Linked DNA regions of Mus musculus: regions 1 and 2 are each linked to region 3. A link is a contact called in public promoter capture Hi-C data. All regions are on one chromosome and are shown on one strand. The core of a region is the stretch at or near the end of the contact, and the rest is flanking DNA. Distances in the headings are between cores, read along the strand shown.

Region 1 (3,268 bases), core at 178-2,677, 3.3 Mb before region 3:
GAAACACAGATTCCTCGCCTGCCTGCCTGTCTGCCTGCCTGCCTGCCTTGGAGAATCACCTCAACCATATTACCTACCTGACTACTCACTAGGTAAGAGAAAACTTTAGTTAAGGTAATAAAAACTAAAGATATCTTAGAAGAGAGTCATACCTCATGGAGAAAATTTGATTTTAAAGGACTAAAAACCTTAACATTAGCGGGGCATGGTGGCTCACAGCCCAACCCCAGAGGCGGGCAGATCTTTTTGAGTTCCAGGTCAGCATGGTCTACATATTGAGTCCCAGGCTAAGGAATACATTGTGAGACCCTGTCTTAAGAAAAGTATAATAACCTTCAATAAATAATCCATAAACTTCTGACAACCTTCATGCCAGGCATTTGGGCTAATTTCCAAACCTTGAGTGATACCATATTGTGTGAGACTGTACTTACTGCTCATCTGACTTGTAACTTCTAGTGAATACACATATTTTAAAAAGTCATATTTACAAATGGAGACAAATATTTTAACCTCGTTCCCTTAGAAAAGTGATTTTCCAACTGCATTAGTGGGAGAATTGGGATAAGTCATCGGAGAGTTATTCTTTCCTTCGCTTCGACTTTTTTCCCCAGGTACAATAAACAATCTTCCCTTACTGTCTTTCCTTCGTTTTCCAGTACTTAAAAAGCACCCGAACAAGTGACACGTCTCTCCCACCCCCTGCCACTAAGCGGTGAGCTAACAAATTGCAGCGAGCTGGAGAGGTTCCCAGGACTGCTTCAAAGGTGGACCCCGACGGGAGGCCCGCTGCGAGGCCAAAGAAGTGAGGCCGGTTTGGTGCAACCTTGCGTGAAAAAAACCACCTTTCGCTCCTCTCCCCTCTAAAGCGGGGAGGGGTGGCTGTCGTCCCGAGCCCCCGCCCGCTCTTCCCAGGCCAGCTCGCACCTCGGAGGCCTCAGTGCCCCCGGGCTCTCCCTGCGGCGCCGGGTGCGGCCAACCTCCGCTTCCCCAGGGCAGGGCTCGGCTCCGGTCAGCGCAATCAGCCCCAGTCAGGCCCAGACCCGGCCGGCTCAGCCCGCCTGGCCACCGCGGCCCCTGGACCCCCGCCAGCGGGGATGGGCGTGGGCCCGGCCGGCCACCGCCCCGCCGACAGGGACTCCCGAGGAGCGCGAGCCCCACCCGCGGCGCCGGCTCCGGACCTACCTGCAGGGGACGGTGAGGCTTCTGGACAGCCGCTGCGGGCCCGAGGGCCGGCGCCGCGGCGGCCCGGAGCCCGTCCCCCAGGGCCCCTAGCGTCGCTCCGGGTTCGGGATGGGGCAGGGCGGGGACACACGCCGGGGGGCTGCGGCCGGCCAGCGCGGCCCGACGCGGGGTCGCGAGGACCTGGCTCTCCCCTCAGCACCAGGCCATCGCTGCCGCCGCCATTTTGCCTTCCACTCCGTGTCGCCGCCGCCGCCGTCCGCCGCGGGTTTCCCGGATGTGGGCATTTCCCGGCGTCGCTTGCGCGGGGGCCGAGGACTGGGGGCTTCAGGCCGCCCCGCTGGGCCCCGGAGCTAGCGCTCCGTTTGTGGCCTCCCGACCGAGACTCGCTCGCCCGCTTCCCCGAGCCGGGGTGAGTGTGGCCCAGAGAGTGGAGTCTGTACCACCACGTTCTGGCTCCGCACGGAGACGCGGGCGCGTCGCGGCGAGCGTGGGTCGCACCAGGAAAGGGCGGTGAACGGCGCTCCGAGACCGCGGACGTCACGAGGCAAGATGTCTAGAGCTTGAATAAAACTCGAGTCTTCCAGAGCTGGGAGCGAATGTGGTTTTGGAACTAGCCAGATGGAGTGTTCTTGAAACTGGACCTGTGGATTTGCAGAGTTCGGTCCAGCGGATCTGCAGGAGAGGTCATTGTAGCCATAACGAGTAACGGGGCCGCTGTCAGAAGTTCTGTTTCTCTTGAAATTGAATCTGCTGTTCGGGATGCATCACTGACTTTGGTCTTTTAATGCATTGTTCTCTTTTGCGGGGGATTAGGTCCACGTAGAGGATCTCTAGGCCGCAGCGTGTGTGCCAAAACTCCCATTCTCCTACCCCACTCCACCTTTCCTAGTGCTGAGAATCTAAATGGTGCCAACCAACACTGGGCTGTCTATCACCTGTAAATATGAACACAGTCCCCAGTTTTGCTGGTAGGTAATACATGCAATTATTTTTTTTTTCAGATACTCTATTTTGTGTTAGACCAAAAAAGTAAAAACGTTGACATCCCAGTGTAACCAGGAATTGAACCATGCTATGCCAGTGCTCTACCACTGAGCTATATCCTCAGAACATTTTATAGTTTTCATTGAGACTGGGCCTCACTGTTATCCGGACTGGCTTTGAACTTGTGATCCTTCAGCCTCAGTCTTAAAGGTAGCTGAGATAACAAGCCTGCTCCATGAAGCCCAGTTCTGCTTTTTTCTGAGGTACTGTATCCAAAAGTTCAACTATGAAAACCTCAGATGGTCAAATTTAGATGACAAGGGAATATTTTAATGTAGTCGCTGCCACTGCTTTAGCTCTGTCGTCATAGTAAAAATCCCTAATGTGGCTTCAGCCCCACTATGCTGTTGGGATCGTCCTACAAATCAAGGTCCCTACCTTGTGCTTTGGTAGGTAGGTACAATTTTAAGACGTGTAATTCAATGGACTATGTCTGCTAATTTGAACCATTAAAAATATTTTAAGCACAGAGAGCTGGAGCTGCTTCTTGAGAGGGCTAAGTCACCGCACAAGCCAGGGTGCAGTGAAAAGACCCTTGGGAAAGAAGCAGAGGAGCGGAGGCCAGGCCAGGCCAGGGCCTAAACTCAGGCCTCCAACCTGGAGCTAAGTCTGGGAGAGCACCAGCATTACCAACTTTGCAATGATGAGATGCAGTTATTGTGTAATACTTCCAACTTTTAAAAATCAGAATTACCTTTGGGACACTTTTTATATTAGGTCATTCTTTTTTAGATGTTAGAAAACTATCTAGAATGTATATTGTTCACAAGCATTGATGTGAAAACATTTGTTTTTGGAAATAAATGCATTGAAGGATGCATTGAAAAGCTGGGGAATCTTGGCATATGATCTAGGTAGTTTTCAAGAGGCAAAGCCAACATTTGCCATCTTTGAAATAGCTGAACCTCATATCGCCCTGTGTGCACAGCATCCTACCATATACCTGTTTCCTGTTGGCTAGTTTTGTGTTTGAATGTGTGTGCCACGGGTGCCTGGTGCCTCCGAAGGGCAAAGGAGGATGTCAGATCCCCAGGAACTA
Region 2 (3,254 bases), core at 550-3,049, 3.3 Mb before region 3:
AGAAATTAGACTTTGAAATTCCTTTTTAGGTTTTGTGGAAAGAATATGGTAGGGTTATTTTTGTTTTACTTCCCAGTCACTCCAGCATCGGATCCTCTTGCCTCTGCTCTATACTGCCTTGTACACTTGTACCGTCAAGGAAAACGAGCATCAGCCGGGCAGTGGTGGCACATGCCTGTAATCCCAGCATTTGGGAGTCAGAGGCAGGCAGATTTCTGAGTTCGAGGCCAGTCCTGGTCTCCAGGACAGCCAGGGCTACACAGAGAAACCCTGTCTCGAAAAACAAAAAAACAAACCAACAAACAAAAAAAGAAAGAAAGAAAGAAAGAAAAGAAAAGAAAAGAAAAGAAAAGAAAAGAAAAGAAAAGAAAAGAGAAAAGAAAGGCAGGCAGGCATCACTGTTCTCTTGGGAGCTAATTACATAAAAAGTACTAATGATTACTAAATAAAAGCTTGAACTGGGGGAAGTGTAGCCGCCTGTAATCCCAGTACCAGGCAGAAGCAAGAGTTTCAGAAGTTCAGGCCAGTTTAGGCTACAAAGGACACTGTCTATAAATAAATAAACAAATAAGGGCTGGCAACAGTTACAAGCCTAGCCTACACGCAGTACAAGGCAGAGGCAAAAGGATCCGGAGTTAAGGACCAGCTCTGGCTACAAGAGACACTGAAGAAAGAGGAGAGGGAGAGGAGAGAGAAGAAGAGAAAGAGAAAGAGAAAGAGAAAGAGAAAGAGAAAGAGAAAGAGAGAGAGAGAGAGAGAGAGAGAGAGAGAGAGAGAGAGAGAGAGAGAAAGAGAAAGAGAAGAAAGAGAAAGAGAAAGAGAGGAAAGGAAAGAAAAGAAAGAGGAGAGGAGGGGGAGGGGAGGGGGAGGGAGAGAGGAGAGGGAGAGGAGAGGGAGAAGAGAGGGAGAAGAGAGGGAGAAGAAAAGAGAAGAGAAAAAAGAGAAAGAAGAAAGGAAAGGAAAGAAAGAAAGACAAGTTTTCGTTTGTATGCCACTGAACCCACATACTGAATGAAACAAATGCTTCCTGGGATAAATTTTCTCCACAGCGCCAAATCAAAAAAGCCAAAAGCTTTCATGAGAACACTAGGCTCTCAGATTAAGAAACTAACCCCAAGAGTGGCGTGGTTGCACACACCTTTAATCCCAGCGCCAGGAGGTAAAGGAAGGCTAGTCGGGTCTACAGAGCGAGATCCAGAACAGCCAGGGAGAGAGAGAAAGAACGTCAATATTATCACCTTTAAAAGCAACAAAAACAAAACAACAAACGCCGGTGAGGGGGCTCAGCAGGTAGAGGCATTTGCCCAGCATGCCGGGCTACCCGAGTTCAACTCTGGGACCCTCGTAAAGGCGGATGGAGGGAAGCGACCCCAGAGAGTTGTCCTCTGACCTCCACTCACGCGCCCACATCTACACCATACTCAACAATAGCAATAAATCTAAAACTAAAAACAAAGGCCAACACAAAGGAGAAACAACAGAAAGAAGTAAGCCACCAGAAAGCAGTACAACTCCAACCTAACAAACTGTACGAAAAGAAGCTGAACCCCAACCTCCAGGCTCTGGGGATTTTACAAGGCGGAAGTTTCGGGATGGGGGCGTGAAAGCTTCGAACGCGTTCCCTGGTCGGGTGTCGCGGGGGCGGAACAGGGAGCCTGGAGGCCCGAGCACTCACCTAGCGCAGCCCAGGCTACCCGCCGCAGCTCCGGGTCGGGACCAAGTTGAAATGAAACCGGGAAAGCCCCTCTTAAAAGGATAGTTCCCGCACCGGCGGGGACACGCCCCGGAAGTGCGTGCTCTACGGGCGTGCGCGCGCAGGCGGAACCTGCGGAGGGGCGTGGCCGAGCTCGGGGTGCTTCTGCGCACTGTGCGCCGCGGCTAGGAAATGGGAGTAGGCGTGGGGAAGGAAAGTAGGCGGGGCGAAGGACTTGGCAATACCCCGCCTACTTCAGTACTTACTCTGTGGACCATTATCTCTTCCCAGGGCTTCTTCACTCTGCCTTAGCAGGAGATTTACACTAAGCTGCTCTGAGGTTAGGAGGTCAGGGGCTCTCTTACAGGTGAGTGTCAGTGCTCAAGCAATTCGTTTATGACAAATCTTGCTTTAGAGCCCGGTACTTAGGATTATGAAGCCTGGGACCCATGTGTCAGGGTAACGCGAATACTCTCAAGACATGCTAAGGGGTGAGATTTTATTTCCAATTCCAGGTGATCCATCACCCTCTTCCTATATCACAAAACACAGGGCACAAACTGGTACACATACATGCATGCAGGCAAGCCACTGCATATATGAAATAATGTTTTACAGGGTTTAAAGTCTTCTAAATTTTTCACCAAAAATAGAAAATATATTTTCTGCTCTAGTAGATGTGAACGTTAGTGTCACAGAGCACAGAAAACTATAATCAGCACATCAGCAAGAATAAAAAAGACCACTTAGAGAGATATAGATCAATTACTCCAAGAGATGGATTTATAATCTATACAAATGCAAAGGCCTGTTAATTTATAAAACCGGATTATAATTTAAAAGCTTCTCAAAGGTGCAAAATGAATGTATATGGTATACTTAAATATATAGGAAATCCTAGAACCTACAGGATGAATCTGTAGTAACTAATCAGAAGTATCCGGGTGGGAGTTAGTTAGGAGTTGGGAATGATGTTCTGTAGTGGAGATGTCTTCCCAGGTGTACAGTTTTACACATGAAATGAAAGTTGTAATTTGAGTTTATGTAAATTATACCTCAGTGATGTTTTGTTGTTGTTTTTTCCTTGGATATTTTCTTTTCTTTTAAGAATTATTTATTATATGTATATGAGTACACTGTAACTGTCTTCTGACACACCAGAAGAGAGCATCAGATCCCATTACAGGTGGTTGTGAGCCACCATGTGGTTGCTGGGAATTGAACTCAAGGTCTCTGGAAGAGCAGTCGGTGCTCTTAACCGCTGAGCCATCCAGATATTTTCTTTACTTACAATTCAAATGTTATCCCCTTTCCCACCCTGGCCCCCAGGAAACCCCCTATCCCATCCTCCCTCCCCCTGCTTCTATGAGGATGTTCCTCCACCCATCCACCTACTCCCACATACCTGTTTGTTGCTGTTTCAAGACAAAGTCTCACTCTATAACCTCTCCTAGCCTGGAACTTATCACATACCCCAGGTTGACCTCAGACTCATAGTTTCTCTGCTCTTAAGAGTCCCCATTACAGCCATGGGCTTCTGTGCCTGGCGTCAGTGAAAATG
Region 3 (3,200 bases), core at 162-2,661:
AGAACTCCACAATCTCAACTTGAAAGAACGAAGAACCTAAAAACCTTAACCATGACTCTCTCTACACAACAAATCACATTCATGTTGGTCTCTTTCTAAAGGAAATAGAGCATTCCAGTGTGAAGGACAGCACTGCTGTTTTACTGATAATGCCCTAGAACTCGCAGGTCACGGTCAGGACTCGTTTGTGGACGCAGACGTTTAAGCACTCTACAAGCCATTCATCTAGCTGATCAAAGGCTAGGAAAGTTCAAGGCAGGTATCCACGGGATCTGTTACTCACACTGGGCAACACTACAGCTACACAGATGTTTACATCCTCGAAGAAATTAGTCATCAGTAGGTGTACATACAACTGGATTGCTAAGCACACTCACTCGAGGTTTCTAGGACGCACAGTCAGTGTACAGCATTGTGCTAGGAGTCTGACTTTCAAAACCAAACGGGTTTGGCATCAAGGTCCTTACAGACTTCTGTGCTGGCAAGCCAAGTGTTAGCTGCCAGCACTTATTTACAAACAAGCGTAAAATCTAAGCTATGTAAAGTAAACCACTAACTCAAGCACGCAAAAGGGATAAAACTGTACTACCTGAAGCACAACTTCTAGCAAAAGGGAAACATAAAAGGTCAACTTTAAACCCTTAAGAAGGTTCAATCAGGGCATTCCAATTCCCCCGCCATGTTACCTGTTTCAGAATCTCCCTTTAACACACCCCACAGGATGGCAACTCTTGACTCTACTCCACTAGATCCTCAAGAGACCAAAAGTCAACCAGAGTATCGTCCTGTCCAAATGCACACAGCGCAAAGCACCACAAAGCTTAACGCGCAGGGAAGTATCCCACTCAATCCTAACGGAAACAGCTTAGCCTACAAGTCGCCTATGCAACGCAGCAAGCACCTCGACCTCGCAACACAGGACATGCAACGATAGCTACTTCTGTATGACTTTCAGCCAGCACCGATCAACAACAGCCCAACTCCGTATCTTCGGACGAATAGCTAACCCGGAGCAGTCCAAGGACAAAGGCAGAGAGAGCCAAGAGATGTCAAGCATCTCTTGACAGGAGAACGGGCATGCGTCTCCCTCTGCACCCCTGAAAAGACCGTCTGCAGCGGCAGGACTGGTCCTACCTAAACACTCTGTAAACAAGGGGGCCGGGCCGCCAGCCTCCGGGCCCGGCCGCTGAGAAGTTTCCTCGCCTCAGCTGCACATGGCTTGCAGAACTTTGGCTGGGGCCGCGAGCCCAGGCTGGGTGGAAGCCGCAGCGCCGAGCTGCAGGCGGCGGCAGCAGCGGCGGCGGCGGCGGCGACGGCGGCAGAGCAGCAGGAGGCGGAGGCGGGCGGGCAGGGGGGAGGGGAGCGGCTGGGGGGGCGGAGGGGCTCTTGCCGCCACTGCTCTCTCGCCGCCTCTCCCCCCCGGCGGGAGCCGCTCTCAGCCGCTTTGCACTAGTCGCTCCGCTCTCTCGGTCATGTGACCTTAACGTAACCGGACAGGAAAAGCCCCGCCGCCGCCGCCCGCCGCCGCGCCGGAGACACCGACCGCGGCGGCAGCAGCAAGCAGCAGCAGCAGCAGCAACGCGGGGCAGAGGCGGCGGCGGGGACAGTTAGGCCAGGCCGCCCGGCTCTGCCTCCCCTCTCACGCCCCGCCGCGGCCGCCCGCACCGGCGACAGGTAAGCGCGCACCGCCACCGCGTCCCGGGGCCCACGTGCCGCCCCCGGCCCGGGCTCCGGGAAGCAGCAGGGAGGGGCGGGAGCCGCCGGAGCTCGCAAACGGTTCCGGCAGCGGCCGTGGCAACAAAGGCGACGAATGACTCCCGGTCCCGGGGCTCCCGGCGAAGGCAGGCGGCGGGCCCTAGCGCGCGGGGCGCCGGGGCGGGGGCGGCCCCGGCGGGGCGGGGGCGGCGACGGCGCCAGGCGCCGGGGCCCTAGCCGCCTGACAAAACCATCCAGGCAGCCGGGCGGCGGCGAGTCGCGGCCGCTCCATCCGGGGCTTCGCAGGAGGGGGAGGGGACGGAAGCCGAGAGGGCGGGCGCAAGGGGAGGGGGCGCTCCGCGTTCCGGTCCTAGTCGCCGGTGTCTGCTGCCCGCCGCGGCCAAGGGCGTCCGGAGCGGGCGGCTGCCGGTGAGCGGTCCCGCGCCGGAGCCCCGCCAGGTGGGCCCATCAGGTGCGTACTCGGCCGTCGCCTCCCGCCGGGGTTGTTGTCTTCGCCGCCTCGGCGGCCAGGCCGCGAGCTGCGGAAGTGGGTTTGGGGGAGGGGAGGCAGCAGGGAGGGGGAGGGGAGGGATCCGGTCGGACCGGAGCAGGCCCGGCCTCTCTGGCGCGTCTCCCAGCTGCAGCGGCTCCTACAGCTGCTGTCGCTACTGCTACGGCTCCGCCTCCCGCTCGCGGGCGGGGGCGCGCACGCGCGCTTCCGGCCTCGGGTCTCGCGCTGTCTGAGGCTCTCGCGCGCGCTGCTCCCCTCCCCTCCCCCCTCCCGCCCCTCCACCACGCCCCTGGCGCCGGGGCCGTGGCGCCGGCCGGGGCGGTGCGCGCGCGAGGCGTAGGCGTCGGCATTGTGTTGGGCGCCGCGGGACTCGGGGCGCGGGCGCGCGGGCGCGGGCGCGGGCGCGAGCGTGCGGGGCCTAAGGGAGGGGCGAGCGAGCGAGCGAGCGGCGCGACCAGAGTGCGTTGCTCCCCCTCCCCTGGGCCCCTGGGGCGGACCCGGACGCCGCTCCGCCCGCTCCGCCCCCTCCCTTGCGGGGCGGGGCCAAGGCCTCCTGGGCGGGTCTTCGCTGCCTAGGGCTGCAGCCGGAGCGGTCGCGCCCTCCTCTGCCTGTTGGGCCAGGCTGGGAGAGTCTGTGCCGGGGAGTTAGGGGTTTGGGTTGCTGCAGGCGTTAAGCACAAGCTCCCAGACCGTTCGTTCACAGATCAGAGTGCATGCACAATTGAAAGCTGTGTAGGGTGCAAGCTTTCTGTTGCTTTTAGCTGGTAGTGGGTTATAAAGACTCCTGCAAATTAGATCCCGCAGCCGAGCAGTAAGAGGAAAAAATCTTGTGCCTGACAGGCTATTTGCTGCGAGAACTTCCCACCCAACTTCTCGAACAACTTAATCACACCTCGGGGAGTCTCTCTCCCAGTCAGTATTGTTCTTTCCCACCATCATCATACAATACCTTTGGCCCACTTAGCGCGAGCGCCTAGATTTTATTCATCTTCAG

Evidence for each region. Promoter capture Hi-C pulls out the DNA fragments that hold promoters and counts their contacts.
Region 1: a promoter capture Hi-C map of cranial neural crest shows a contact between it and region 3. The contact joins the promoter of Lats1 here to the promoter of Zbtb2 in region 3. A contact is called at or near these places in 1 of 39 promoter capture datasets (cranial neural crest) and 1 of 484 Hi-C or Micro-C datasets (CD4 T cells).
Region 2: a promoter capture Hi-C map of pre-B cells shows a contact between it and region 3. The contact joins the promoter of Katna1 here to the promoter of Zbtb2 in region 3.

What each region holds. Positions count from the first base shown.
Region 1 is chr10:7,679,368-7,682,635 of GRCm38.p6, reverse strand. Lats1 (large tumor suppressor) reads right to left here and starts at 1,427. Exons shown (of 8, transcript NM_010690.1): 1 at 1,186-1,427. It also overlaps a transcript of Pcmt1 not described here.
Region 2 is chr10:7,724,545-7,727,798 of GRCm38.p6, reverse strand. It overlaps Katna1 (katanin p60 (ATPase-containing) subunit A1), which reads right to left and starts at 1,799. Exons shown (of 11, transcript NM_011835.2): 1 at 1,676-1,799.
Region 3 is chr10:4,386,319-4,389,518 of GRCm38.p6, reverse strand. Zbtb2 (zinc finger and BTB domain containing 2) reads left to right here and starts at 1,411. Exons shown (of 3, transcript NM_001033466.3): 1 at 1,411-1,674.